Regions from separate parts of the Oryctolagus cuniculus genome. Here region 1 is linked to region 2. The links are chromatin contacts, called in public Micro-C maps. All regions are on one chromosome and are shown on one strand. The core of a region is the stretch at or near the end of the contact, and the rest is flanking DNA. Distances in the headings are between cores, read along the strand shown.

Region 1 (5,955 bases), core at 2,194-4,693, 150 kb after region 2:
CTGGCTGAAGACTGTCAGTCTTCCACCCGGTCATTCCCAGTCACATACATACACAGCCTCATTCCTGAGAGGAAAATGAAATAAGAAAGAGCAAGTAGCAGCTGGACAGGAATTCGACTGTGTGTGGAACAGCATGGTCAGGGGGTTCCCCTGGAGATGAAGGGGTCCTCAAGGACCAGACACTCAACAGTTACCTTGAGGTCCTCACCCCCAGTTTGCTGCAGAAAGGAGAAGAAAGTTTGGAGAAGGGGAAGGTATCATTGATACCAGAGGGTATCAGAGCTCTGAGTATCTGGCAGGTCGATATAAATCCTTGACCAGGTGGATGGAGTGATGCAAGCTCTGAGAGCAGGTTTCCTGATGACTGCCTGCAAGTATATGAGCTTCCAAGGAACCACAGTGGGCGAGGGGCTGATCTCTCACACCCCTCCCCGTATGGGCCACCAAAACGTAAGGAGGACAAAGAGGAGACAAGATACAAACTCACAGCCCAAATAAATTTATTCAAGGGAATAAACCCAGACAGGTGGCTAACTACCAGCATGCACACAGGGCAAGCACATGGTAGAAAGCCTGGTCCTCCTGGCCAGTGCCACGGCTCACTAGGCTAATCCTCCGCCTGCAGTGCCAGCACACCAGGTTCTAGTCCCCATTGGGGCGCTGGATTCTGTCCTGGTTGCTCCTCTTCCAGTCCAGCTCTCTGCTGTGGCCCGGGAGGGCAGTGGAGGATGGCCCAAGTCCCTGGGCCCTGCACCTGCATGGGAGACCAGGAGAGGCACCTGGCTCCTGGCTTCGGATCAGCGTGGTGTGCCGGCTGTGGCGGCCATTGGGGGGTGAACCAATGGAAAAGGAAAACCTTTCTGTCTGTCTCTCTCTCTCACTGTCCACTCTGCCTGTCAAAAAAAAAAAAAAAAAAAAGAAAGAAAGAAAAAGAAAAAAAGAAAGCCTGGTCCTCCTGCAGATTGGGACTTACATCGTTTGGGGTAGCTGAGGATCTGGAGGGGAGTACAGTCGGCAGAGCTGAGCTGGTTTGTACAGGCTTTTTGCAGGCTTTTAATCTCGACCCACCGTCCTCTCTGTGGACTGCTAGTTGAGGAAGAATGCAGAGGTTGGACTGAGTTGGTTGACAAAGAATGCAGGGGCTAGGAATTCTGTCGGGGGACTGGATCTGCTTTCAGGCAAGGAGCTAAAATGTCTCTAAAGCTCATGTCCTTGCTCCATCACAAAGTTTAGTTTCTGTTTTTGTTTTGTTTTTTATTTGACAGAGTCAGGCAGTGAGAGAGAGAGAGAGAGAGAGAAAGGTCTTCCATCTGTTGGTTCAACCCCCAAATGGCCGCCACAGCTGGCGCTGGGCCGATCTGAAGCCGGGAGTCAGGAGCTTCTTCCTGGTTTTCAGTGCAGGTGCAGGGGCCCAAGCACTTGGGCCATCCTCCACTGCCCTCCCGGGCCACAGCAGAGGTGAGATGCCGGCACCGCAGGCGGAGGATTAACCAAGTGAGCCTCGGCGCCGGCCCCCCATCACAAAGTTCAGTAACAACAGCATCTAAACCATTTTTGTAGACATGGCAGAAATGACCAGTTACTTTGGTTTCATATCATAACATATAAACTTATGTTGCCAGTTTTTCTCCTAGAGTAAGATTATCATAAATGGAACATTCAGAAATTCTTTAGCTATGCCATTACCTGAGATAGGAAATTCAAGAGGAGGAGATCTGGGACACTGGACTAGATATTTTTGATTTGTTTTCTCATTTATTTCTAAGTACAGGTGATGTTTTCCTTAATTTTCATTAGACCAAAAAAAAAAAAAAAACAAGTTCAGAGATGTATTGTAATTTGCCCATGATGTTAACAAACAAAGCCGTGGTCCAGCTCAGGCAGGCTAGGATCCAAAGCACATATTCTTTGCATAAACATATCCTGTGTTGAATGTTCTGAGTTGGGTGTATGGTGACTTAGCAGTGAGAAATCTAATAATCTGATAATGATGGGGCCAGTGTTGTGGTGTAGCTACCGCCTGAGACACCAGCATCCCATGTGAGCGTCAGAGTCCTGGGTGCTGCACTCCCACTCTAGCTCCCTGGTAATGCTCCTGGGAAAGCAGAAGATGGCCCAAGTATTTGGGCCCCTGCACTCAGGTGGAAGACTTGGATGAAGCTCCTGGCTCCTGGCTTTGTTCTGGCCCAGCCCTGCTGTTTTGACCATTTGGGGAGTGAACTAGCAGATGGATGATCCCTCTCTCTCCACACTTGATCTTAGCTAAAAGGCTGAGAAGCGATAATCCATCTCTCTTTCTGTAACTCTGACTTCCAAATTAATAAATACATCTTTTTTTTTTTTAAAAGAATCTGGTAATGATAAAGGGGTCTTTGAGGCCTGTACTGCTCTTGTTTGTGGCTTTGGCTGTAAAATATATGTAAGACCATTCAAAAGCCTCAGGATTATGAGTGCTTGGGAGTAAATGAGGTTAATGAGGAAAAAAAGCTATGACCTAGAGACCATCATCTTCTGTCTAAATATTCACCACCTGATAGCCAAACTATGAAGGGTGGGTGCCTGGGTGCTTGGGCATCCATCATGGGAGATATGGTTTAACCTAAGCAGGAATCTTGCATGTGGGGCTCTTTTTGGCTAGGCATACAGGCCTGGAAGCCACCTTTTATGACCACGAAAGGCCCTGGAAGATTGAATGTCCTCCAGGCAGAAGGAGAATGAAGTGACTACCCAGAAGTGACTAACCAATGGCAGAACTTTATTCCGTTCCTGGGTCTGGTTACCCATGCATGTAGGTCTGTGGTGAAACTATCAGAATGAGCACACAGAGTCCATTGTGGTCAACAAATATAAAAATAATTCATGTCAGTTATAATTTATATTAATTCTTCTTCCTCAACCTTGGGATAATAGTCTAGGGGCCAGGATTTTGCTTATATAAATTCGGCTAGCCCCACTGTGTTTGGGGCACGCAGAGGGGGGGACAGCAATCCTTTCCTGCTTCCTGAGCAAGGTTCTGGCTGTCTCCTGAAAACGAGTCTTATTCTTCAATTTCATATAACTGTGACTAACTTTTACCACTGAGAAGAACGTCCAAAATAGCGTGACCCAAAATTGGGGGAAAAGAGTATTCTGGTACTTTTGCCAGGAGATCCACGTCATGTACAGTAAGAGTAAAAAGAATGCGCTGTTTCGAGACAAATGGAAGAAATAGATTAATTTCAGAGCAAGGAGAGATTCAAAGGCCGGTCATCTTCTGTGCTCGTGCCTGGCAAATAGGGTTTCTCGGATATAGGGAACAATGAACTTTATCACTGCACGAGAAAGACTGCCCAAGTAGGGCTATCTCGGGTTGTGAACACTTTGGCAGACCAGAGAAAAAGCCTTGAGCCGGATGCTGGCAGCGAAACCCTGACATCTAAAGGTCACAAGCAGTTGCGTGCAGAGGAAAAGCGAAGTGCCTCGGGATCACCTGCCGCCTAGCAGCCCGGCAGTCAGGAGCTGGGAGAGCGCTAGCAGCGGGTCCTCGCCTCTGGGCCCCTCAACTGTCAATCGACATCCTCGCCCCGCCCCTCCCAGAGCTTGCCCAATCGGAGCTGAGGGTCGGGGGTAAGTAGACGTAGCGGGGTCAGGAAGCTTGGAGCGAGAGGCCTGGCGACGAGTTGGGGCGTCAGTGTACCCTGCCGGGGGAGCTTGACTCACCAGCGGCTGGACTCCGAGGTGAGTGCGGCGATGCGGGATTGTGCGGGCTCCGGGCCGGACCCTGCCAGTGCAGGGACCCCCACCGCTCACCTCCTCGTGCGCTCCACTCGGCTGCAAAGCCTCTCCCTCCGCGCGCGCCGGGTCCCGAGTCCCCTCTGGGACTCCCTCCCCGCGGCCCCGAGGGTCACGGCTGGGAGCCCCGGGCCTGGGAGGGGAGGCTGTGGCCCAAGGCGGACGCACAGTTGGAGCCCCAGGCTGCCGCAGCCTTGGACCTGAGGAGCAAGAGCCGAGGCGGATCCAGGCCGGGAGGGAGTGGGGCGGGGCGCGAGCATCACGACGCGCAGTTTTCGCAACGCCGCAGCGCGGCGGCCCCGGACCCTCGCTAACCCGCAGCCGGCCGCTTGGCCACGCCGCCCCGTTAGTCCCCGTCCCTTCTCATCTCTGCCCAGGCCATCAGCTGCCTCTTGGCTGGTGGTACTATCGCGAGTTGGACTGCTGTGGCCTTAATGACCTGCCGTTTGGGGACATCAGATGCAGGTCGTATGGGGAAGAAAAGTGTGACTTTACAAGATGTGATGTGGAGACCCTGCTCTGTCACCCATCTCAGCCTTAGAGGCCATTAGGGTGATGCCAGGAGGGATTCTTAGGCAAGATTTATACTGTGTGTGTGTGTGTGTGTGTGTGTGTGTGTGTGTGGAGAGAGAGAAAGAAGAGATGGTTTTTAATTTTTTTTTTGCTTTTTTTTTAAAATTATTCTAAAGGAGGCTGTTGCCACATTTCCTAAAGAAGAGAATCACACTCCCCCCACTGTGGTCAGTTATCGTTCAGAACATCAGGGTGGATTGGAAGCTGGCGGGACTCCCAGACCCTCTCTGGTTGCTTGCAGTGGCATACTATGCCTCCACAGTGTTTGGGTTCTGCTTCCCTTTGTGTTCAGTATCTTCTTTCTGTTTCTGTCATCCTCACAGTCCCTGTGGGGCTCCTGAGAAAGGAAGTGAAGTGAAGTTGGCTGCCCCCGTTGCTCTGCGATTTGGGTTGATCTCGGGGACTATTGAGACGTCTTTTCAGAAATGTTACCGCTTATCCACTGATGTTTATCCTACTTGGCTGCTCAGGGACCTTTTACAGAAGTTGTTTTTTGAGGCCTACTCCTACAGATTCTAATTTAATTGGGTGGGTGAGGCCTAGGCACTGGTATTTTGAAAAGTTTCCAGATGATTATTAATATTTGTACAGGGTTAACGACCATGACCTGTCAGTATGCCTTATTTATTTATTTAATTTCCGGACAGCACTTAGGACTTTGTGGTTTATTTAACTCATTTGAATACTGCTCTATCTGCGGTATCATCTCCATGGGACCCTGCTTTGGAAGAAGGTCAGGAGAAGGTCCAGGTGAGTCAGCACTTTGGGCTCCTGAGGTAGGAGCACGTGAAAAGGGAGTGGAATCCCAGGAGCACTGTGGGTCACTGTGCTTCATCCTTGTTCAGGGGTTACCCGTTACTGTCTTAGTCTTGCATGGGTCTTCAGTGCTTCCTTCTGTCTATCCTGTCCTGTTAAGTTTCCGAGCCTTACTTGGCACTCTATGGAACACAATTGCCTTTTGGAAAAATTGAGATATGTATATTCTCTGTAAATCTGTCCTTTTTTCTTTGATATAGGGGACCTCATTTTCTGAATTAAAATTCCAGGTCCTTTCTCTGACTAGTACACTTGCATTTATGTGGATAACAGGTCAAGAGTGTAAATTTAGGATGTGGACTGTCCTCTGATATATTGTCTTTGTAAATAGTTGCCTGAGAACATTAACTTCCCAGAGGTTGGGGTTGCTGTTTAATTTTCTTTGTTTAGTGCCTGAACTCAAGCATTTAATTTGTGTTATTGACAATTGTAATTCCAAGTTATGTAAGCAATCACTCTGTGATTCTCTTGTGCAATAGGAATAGGAAGTCAGATACCTAAGGAGAGTCTAGGATTGTTGCCACAGGACATTAAGGAGTTAGATTGGTTAGTACATGCCCTGGACTGGGAAGTAGTCAATCAAAATTTGACAGAAATAGTCCCAACAAGTCACCTGCAAGTCAGATCCATGCATCTTCTTTTTTGCTTGTCCTTTGCATATGAGAAATTAAGTGGCCGGCGCCGCGGCTCACTAGGCTAATCCTCCACCTGCGGCTCCGGCATCCCAGGTTCTAGTCCCGGTCGGAGCACCGGATTCTGTCCCGGTTGCTCCTCTTCCAGTCCAGCTCCCTGCTG
Region 2 (6,345 bases), core at 3,507-6,006:
GCATTTCTGCCACTTGCTACCAAATAAGCTGTAATATACTTGGGAAAATGTATACCTGTACCCTAAGAAAAGAACTTTGGGAACAATATTCATAATAATCTGCATCCAAATTTTTGAAAACATGGAAAATAGAAATTATATGGCCTCCTACTCCATCCTAATTTCTGATTTGGAAATCTGTGAAATATGCCGTGTGATATATTTACTAAAGCAGTACTTAATTTTTGACGAAGTACTTCAGTACTGACTACCAAATGAGATAGTGTGCAGTTGACATGATTTATTTAAGTTGTAGATGTTATTAACAACTTTTCACAGAAGAAACCAGCCCTTCTTAGGGGAAAAAATTTCAAAATACAAAAGATCTGTCTTTAGAGTCCTAGCTGATAAATTACACCTAACCCAAATTTCTAGGATTAGGAAAGACCTTGATAAGATGATACATAAACTTAGACCTCAATGGGAAGTATGGTATGAATGAATTTCAACGTAAGGCCCTACTAAGTGTCAAGGTACTAATACTTGAGTTGCTTGAGGTACACTGAAGAGAAAAATAGTACTGTAGTGTTAAGGATAGGGAGTTGAAAATGCCTGGCAGGATTGGGACTAGAGAGGCAAGCAAGGCTCCTAGGTTATCTCATTTCTGTGCCTGATCCCAGTTCTCTCTGGGTTCCAGCTCCACTCTTAAAGCCCCTGACATTGCTTGTATTGCTAAATCTCTTCAAAGTTTAGTTTTCCACATCTGTAAAAAAGGTGATTATAAAGTTTGTTTGTTTTTTTGTTTTTTGTTTTTGACAGAGTGGACAGTGAGAGACAGAGAGAAAGGTCTTCCTTTGCCATTGGTTCACCCTCCAATGGCCGCCGCGGCCGGCGCACCACGCTGATCTGATGGCAGGAGCCAGGAGCCAGGTGCTTTTCCTGGTCTCCTATGGGGTGCAGGGCCCAAGCACCTGGGCCATCCTCCACTGCACTCCCTGGCCACAGCAGAGATAAATAGTTTTTGATATATAAAGCATGGTATCTGGCACATATCTGTTCAACAGATATGAAGTCAGGAAAAATGTGTGGAATTTCTAGTGCTAGTATATACGCGTTACTGCCTTGAGGAGTATGCTGTTACTTCTTTCTGTACAATATGCTGAAGTACTTCAGTGATGCAAACAAAATTTTTTTTAAAAAATCAATGACCATTTTTCTTCCAAATAGCCAAGCAGTGACCGATTTCTAAGGTTCCTTCATTCCTTTTTTTTTTTTTTTTTTTGACAGGCAGAGTAGACAGAGAGACAGAGAGAAAGGTATTCCTTTTGCCTTTGGTTCACCCTCCAATGGCTGCCGCGGCCGGCACACTGCGCTGATCCGATGGCAGGAGCCAGGTATTTATCTTTGGTCTCCCATGGGGTGCAGGGCCCAAGCACTTGGGCCATCCTCCACTGAATTCCCTGGCCACAGCAGAGAGCTGGGCTGGAAGAGGGGCAACCGGGACAGAATCCGGTGCCCAGACCGGGACTAGAACCCGGTGTGCCAGTGCCGCAAGGTGGAGGATTAGCCTACTGAGCCATGGCGCCGGCTTTTCCTTCATTCTTACATAGATAAATCACAGTAACAAGCTCATCAACAGTTTGATTATGTATTGATAAGGTTTCTCACAGTTTTAGAAGTTGGAATGCAGTATAACCATGAATGATTCTTCAGTTTTTTTAAACTAGATGGTCTGGTTTCCCAGGCACTAAGTATGAGGTAGGGAAACGGCTTTTCTCTCTTATCTTCACTACTCAGTGATTCATGCTAAAAGTATTCTTTGGAGTTCTTTTCTTGCTTCTCGCAGTCAGGTTTTCACATAATACTATTTGTAGTTTTTGTTACTTTCAAACATGATGGCAACTTCCCAATGGTTACTACTTAGGAAATTGTTACTAAAAATAATTTTTAAAAAGATTTATTTATTTATTTGAAAGTCAGTTATACAGAGAAAGAGGTAAAGATCTTCCATCCATGGGTTCTCTCCCCAAATGGCCAGCACTGGGACAGGCCAAAGCCAGGAGTGTCTTCCAGGTCTCCCACATGGTGGCAGAAGCCCAAGACTTGGGCTATTTTCCACCTCTCTTCCCAGACCATAAGCAGGAAGCTGGATCCAAAGTGGAGCAGCAAGGACTCAATTGGCACCTATAAGGGGTGCTGGTGTCACAGGCATTGGCTTTACCACTATACCACAATGCTGGCCCCAACTAAAAATAATTTTAACAGCCTTTATTTGCCCTACAATTGTTATCCAGTTTAACTTAATATCTAAGCGATATCCTTTAAGCAGATATTCAGAACACACTGTGCATTTCCTCTACACCACTGTGGTCCAGTAAAAAATGAACACAATCCACATATGTACTACTTACATTGTAAATTGATAATTTATAGTTATATATGATTATAGGGTATAAAGTGATACAAATATGAACTTCTAAAATTTCTAGGGTCTGGGGCAGTCTTTTGGCCTAAGATGCCCTTAGGATGCCTGTATCCCATATCAGAATGCCTAGGTTCAAGTCCTGGCTCTGTTCCCAATTCCAGCTTTTAAACCATAATTTGAATAGAAGTATAAATACTAGCTACCTTAAATTCTTTATTTGAAAGACAGATGGAGAGAGAGCTCTCATCCACTAGTTCACTCCCCAAATGCCTGCAACAGCCAGGGATAGGCCAGACTGAAGCCAAGAGCACAGAACTCAAGCTGAGTCTCCCACTTGAATGGCAGGGATTCAATTACTTGAGCCAACATCTGCCTTTCAGAATGCACATTAGCAGGAAGTGGGATTGAAAGTGAAGTAGCTGATCAGGCCTAGCACTGTGGCATAGTGGAAGGGACTGCTGTCTGCAGTGCCCACATCCCATATGGGCACATGTTCAAGTCCTAGCTGTTCCACTTCTTAAAAAAAAAAAAAAAAAAAAAAAAAAAAAAGGAGTAGCTGAGACTCAAAACCAGTTACTTGAATATGGAGCTGCTGAATATTAACTGCTGCACCACACACCCATCCCAATAGCTACCATTAAGCAAGACCCCACCATGGCCAGGCAGTATATTTTATCTAAGAGATAATAATCTGTCCTAATGCTCTAGGTAGCAGCCCTGTTCGTATTCTACTTGTATATAAGTTAACACATACTCAGTAGTATTGTTTATCAGTACAAACTCAAAGAATTAGCAAATGGCAGTCAGAAATTAAATCCACTTTTGTGTAATCCAGAACTGCTTCTCTCTGCCTTGTACTACATGGCCTCTTCAGTCCCCAGTCCATCTGGAGGGGGTTACAGCAACTTGCACTCACTTTTCCAATGAATATATATTGAGATTGGTGTAATCTAGGACCTGAGGAAATGGTGGTGACCAAAACAAGTCACAGTGTAACCTTATGGAACTGACAGGTGAGTGGATTACTGTTTTCCATCATTAACTTCTGCAGTGTGGTCTGTGGGAACTGATCTGCTCCTAAGATGTGATCACTCTGAGATCTATTTTTGTCACTTAAAAATACAAGCATCTATAAATAAGTACATACATAATTTTACCTAAAAATGTCCTGTTCATGTCTCTACTTAAAAATGATAGTCTCTACTAAATAAATCTTTTTTTAAAAAAGATAGTCTAATGATTACCTTGCGAAGATCACATATAGGAAAACTGGAACAAACAATAATTAAGTGCCTGCTCTAAGAGTTTCCTGGTCACTTTTGCATACATCATATGATGAAAATAACGGACCACAGACTTCAACCCAGAGCACACACTGTGGGAATAAAAAAGTAAATAAAAGAATGTTATACAGAAATTCTATACCTTATTTGATCCCCATGATCAGCTTTGAGGGGGTGTTACTATTTCTAGTCTATACAGCAAAGGTAGGTGTACAGACAGTAAGCCACTCTCAAGGTACTCGATAAGGAAAAGGCAAGTCAGGGATTCAAACCTAACTAGTGATTCTTACGACTGATGTCTAATGTTGACTGTACATTAGAAAACAAATCCATAAAGTCCAGCTTCCTAGCGAGGCAAGTAATCGACTCCGTTTGGCTAGAACGGGGGGATAAATATATAGAAAAAGGAAGATGAGACCGCAAAGGTAGGCTGGGTCGTAATACAACACACGGACTTTATTCTGCAGACCCTGGGAATCCACCAGAAGTTCCTCAGCAAGGAAAAAGCTTGTCAACTTGAAAGACTGCGACCTGCGGAACAGGGGGTGTTACCATTTCGCTTCGTCACCTTGGACTATTTCTTTCTCTGATTCCTAACTCATGGATACTTAAAACAAAGGTAAATTCTGCATTGAACTATTGCGGGGGATTAAACCATAGTGTAGGAAAAGTGTCTTAACACTTGAGGGCGCTCGATAAAAGTTCATTCCCCCGTTAAGTAGGGAACGCAGAGTAGGCGGATCCACGTGATGCAGCCAACAGTGAAAAGACCCGGCTAGGTTTAACCGCAACCACGTCCGAGTTTGCAAACACCTTCCAAGATTCCACCAACCCTTCCTGAGACGCTTACACCTGCCCCGACCTTCCTGGCTCTGGCCCTGGAGCATGAAAACCTAAGAGTCCAGCAGCGAAATCTGCAACCAGTCCTCCAGAAAGACCACCCACCTTCCCCCCCTCCCCGTTCAGGGGCGGCTAATCGACGACGTCACGTCCACTTCCGTTCGCGAAGAGGCCGCTTTTCACTCTCCGGGGCCACTCTAGGCTGCCATCTCGCCGGCCGGCCCCACAGCTCAGTGGTTGTTGGGCGGGGCCGTGACGTCCTTGGCGTGGCTGCAGGGGAGGCCGCGGCGGGGAAAATGGCGGACGGGAAGGCGGGAGAAGAGAAGCCCGAAAAGCCGCAGCGAGCTGGAGCCGCCGGAGGTGAACACAACCCCAGCGTCGCGGGCTGCGTGGGATGCTCTGGGCTTTTCTTTGAGTTCCCCGGGGTGGGGGGCGTTGGGTGGGGACAAGAGTGGGCGGATCAGGCATTCACCCGGCCCGGTGCTGGGCCCAGACGAGCCCCGGGCACGCCCGTGAGGCCCACTGGGATCGGGGCCTTCAGCGCCTCTTTGCCGGGGGAGAGTGGGCCACTTTGGTCACCGTGTGGTCCAGCGGAGGCCCTGCCTCTGAGGGAGAAGGGAAAAGGGCGCCAGTAAGGGAGAACGAAAACTTAGGGTGGGACCAGAATCGGCGGTGCAGGGGCCGCTCACCGCCATACCGGGGACGCACATCACACAAAATACACAGGAGACGTTCATCACACGAAACGCACACATTCCCAGGCGAGCCACCGAGCCGCGACCGCGGGAACTGGCCGCAGGCCGACTTTCCGACTGTGTCGGCCTCTCGGTTACACGTTGGAGCCGATTACGTCTGCGGCGCTTTCTGGCTGAGGAGGTGGACAACCCCGGCCTGCTCTTTCCCCCCGCGTTCTGCGAAGCCCGGACTCTATAGCGGGATGGGCCCGGGCGAGAGAGTGCCTTTGCCTGCCCCTGGTTTAAGCTCCGGGGTCTCGAGCTGGAGGGTGGCCGCCTTTTTCTGAAGTACCGTGCCTTTTCAGGCTGCTGCCAGCTGCCCGCATGCCAGATATTTAGGAGGCTAAATAGGCAAGGGTGACTCTTGTATTTTGTTACGATGTTAATCAGGTTACGGCTTGCCTTATTCTAACCACTGCGGCCCCGTAAACTGGGGTGTTCTGCATTAAGGAAAAGAAGATGTGATCTCTCCAGTCCCCCCACCCCGCTTTGTCGTAAGAAGGCAATGACTAGACACGTGCGATCCGCTCATACTGTCTTGTTTAGAAGTTTTAAATATTATTCTGTATTCCCACTCCCTCAAGTCTTATCCCTGAGAGTATTTAGTATGAAAAAATACAGGAGATAATAGCATATACAGGCATCTAGTAGAGCAATGTTTAATGTGAATTATGGTAACAAACATAACTATTAAGTGTAATGTTCCGTTGCTTTGAATTCAGAATTTCCTTTTTTAAAAGAAGCATGTAGAGTGCTACTAGTTTGAGCTGAGACTTCATCCTCTTTTTTTTTTTTTAACTAGTAAAATAGCATATGAAAAAACAGTTGTAGGGCTTCCTCGGTAGGGATCCTTCCCCCTCCCCCCCCCCCAAAAAAAAACTTTCTTGGAAATTGTGGAGTAAAATTACACAAGAATTTACAACTAGTTTAAAGAAAACCTAAGTGCCCTGTAGTAAAGTCTTTGGCCAGTCCTCCACATAACACCTGTAGCCTGAAGAATCTCCTGTGTCTTAAACTTTAAGGCTGGCTTTTTACCTGTCTTGGTAGAGTTGCAGAGGTGTGTTTAAGGCGCTGCCGGAGTGTA

What was found. A called contact is a pair of places that touch in the nucleus more often than the background predicts.
Region 1: a Micro-C map of ear pinna shows a contact between it and region 2, with 8 times the contacts expected there. The contact joins the promoter of NXPE3 here to the promoter of PCNP in region 2. A contact is called at or near these places in 3 of 6 Hi-C or Micro-C datasets (ear pinna, psoas muscle and an unstated tissue).

What each region holds. Positions count from the first base shown.
Region 1 is chr4:56,410,872-56,416,826 of mOryCun1.1, forward strand. NXPE3 (neurexophilin and PC-esterase domain family member 3) reads left to right here and starts at 3,444. Exons shown (of 8, transcript XM_008267010.4): 1 at 3,444-3,717; 2 at 4,992-5,094. LOC108178010 (a long non-coding RNA gene) reads right to left here and starts at 4,146. Exons shown (of 3, transcript XR_007908922.2): 1 at 3,700-4,146.
Region 2 is chr4:56,256,948-56,263,292 of mOryCun1.1, forward strand. PCNP (PEST proteolytic signal containing nuclear protein) reads left to right here and starts at 4,757. Exons shown (of 5, transcript XM_002716731.5): 1 at 4,757-4,887. The coding sequence starts at 4,824. LOC138849267 (a long non-coding RNA gene) reads right to left here and starts at 4,797. Exons shown (of 2, transcript XR_011387829.1): 1 at 4,633-4,797; 2 at 4,119-4,218.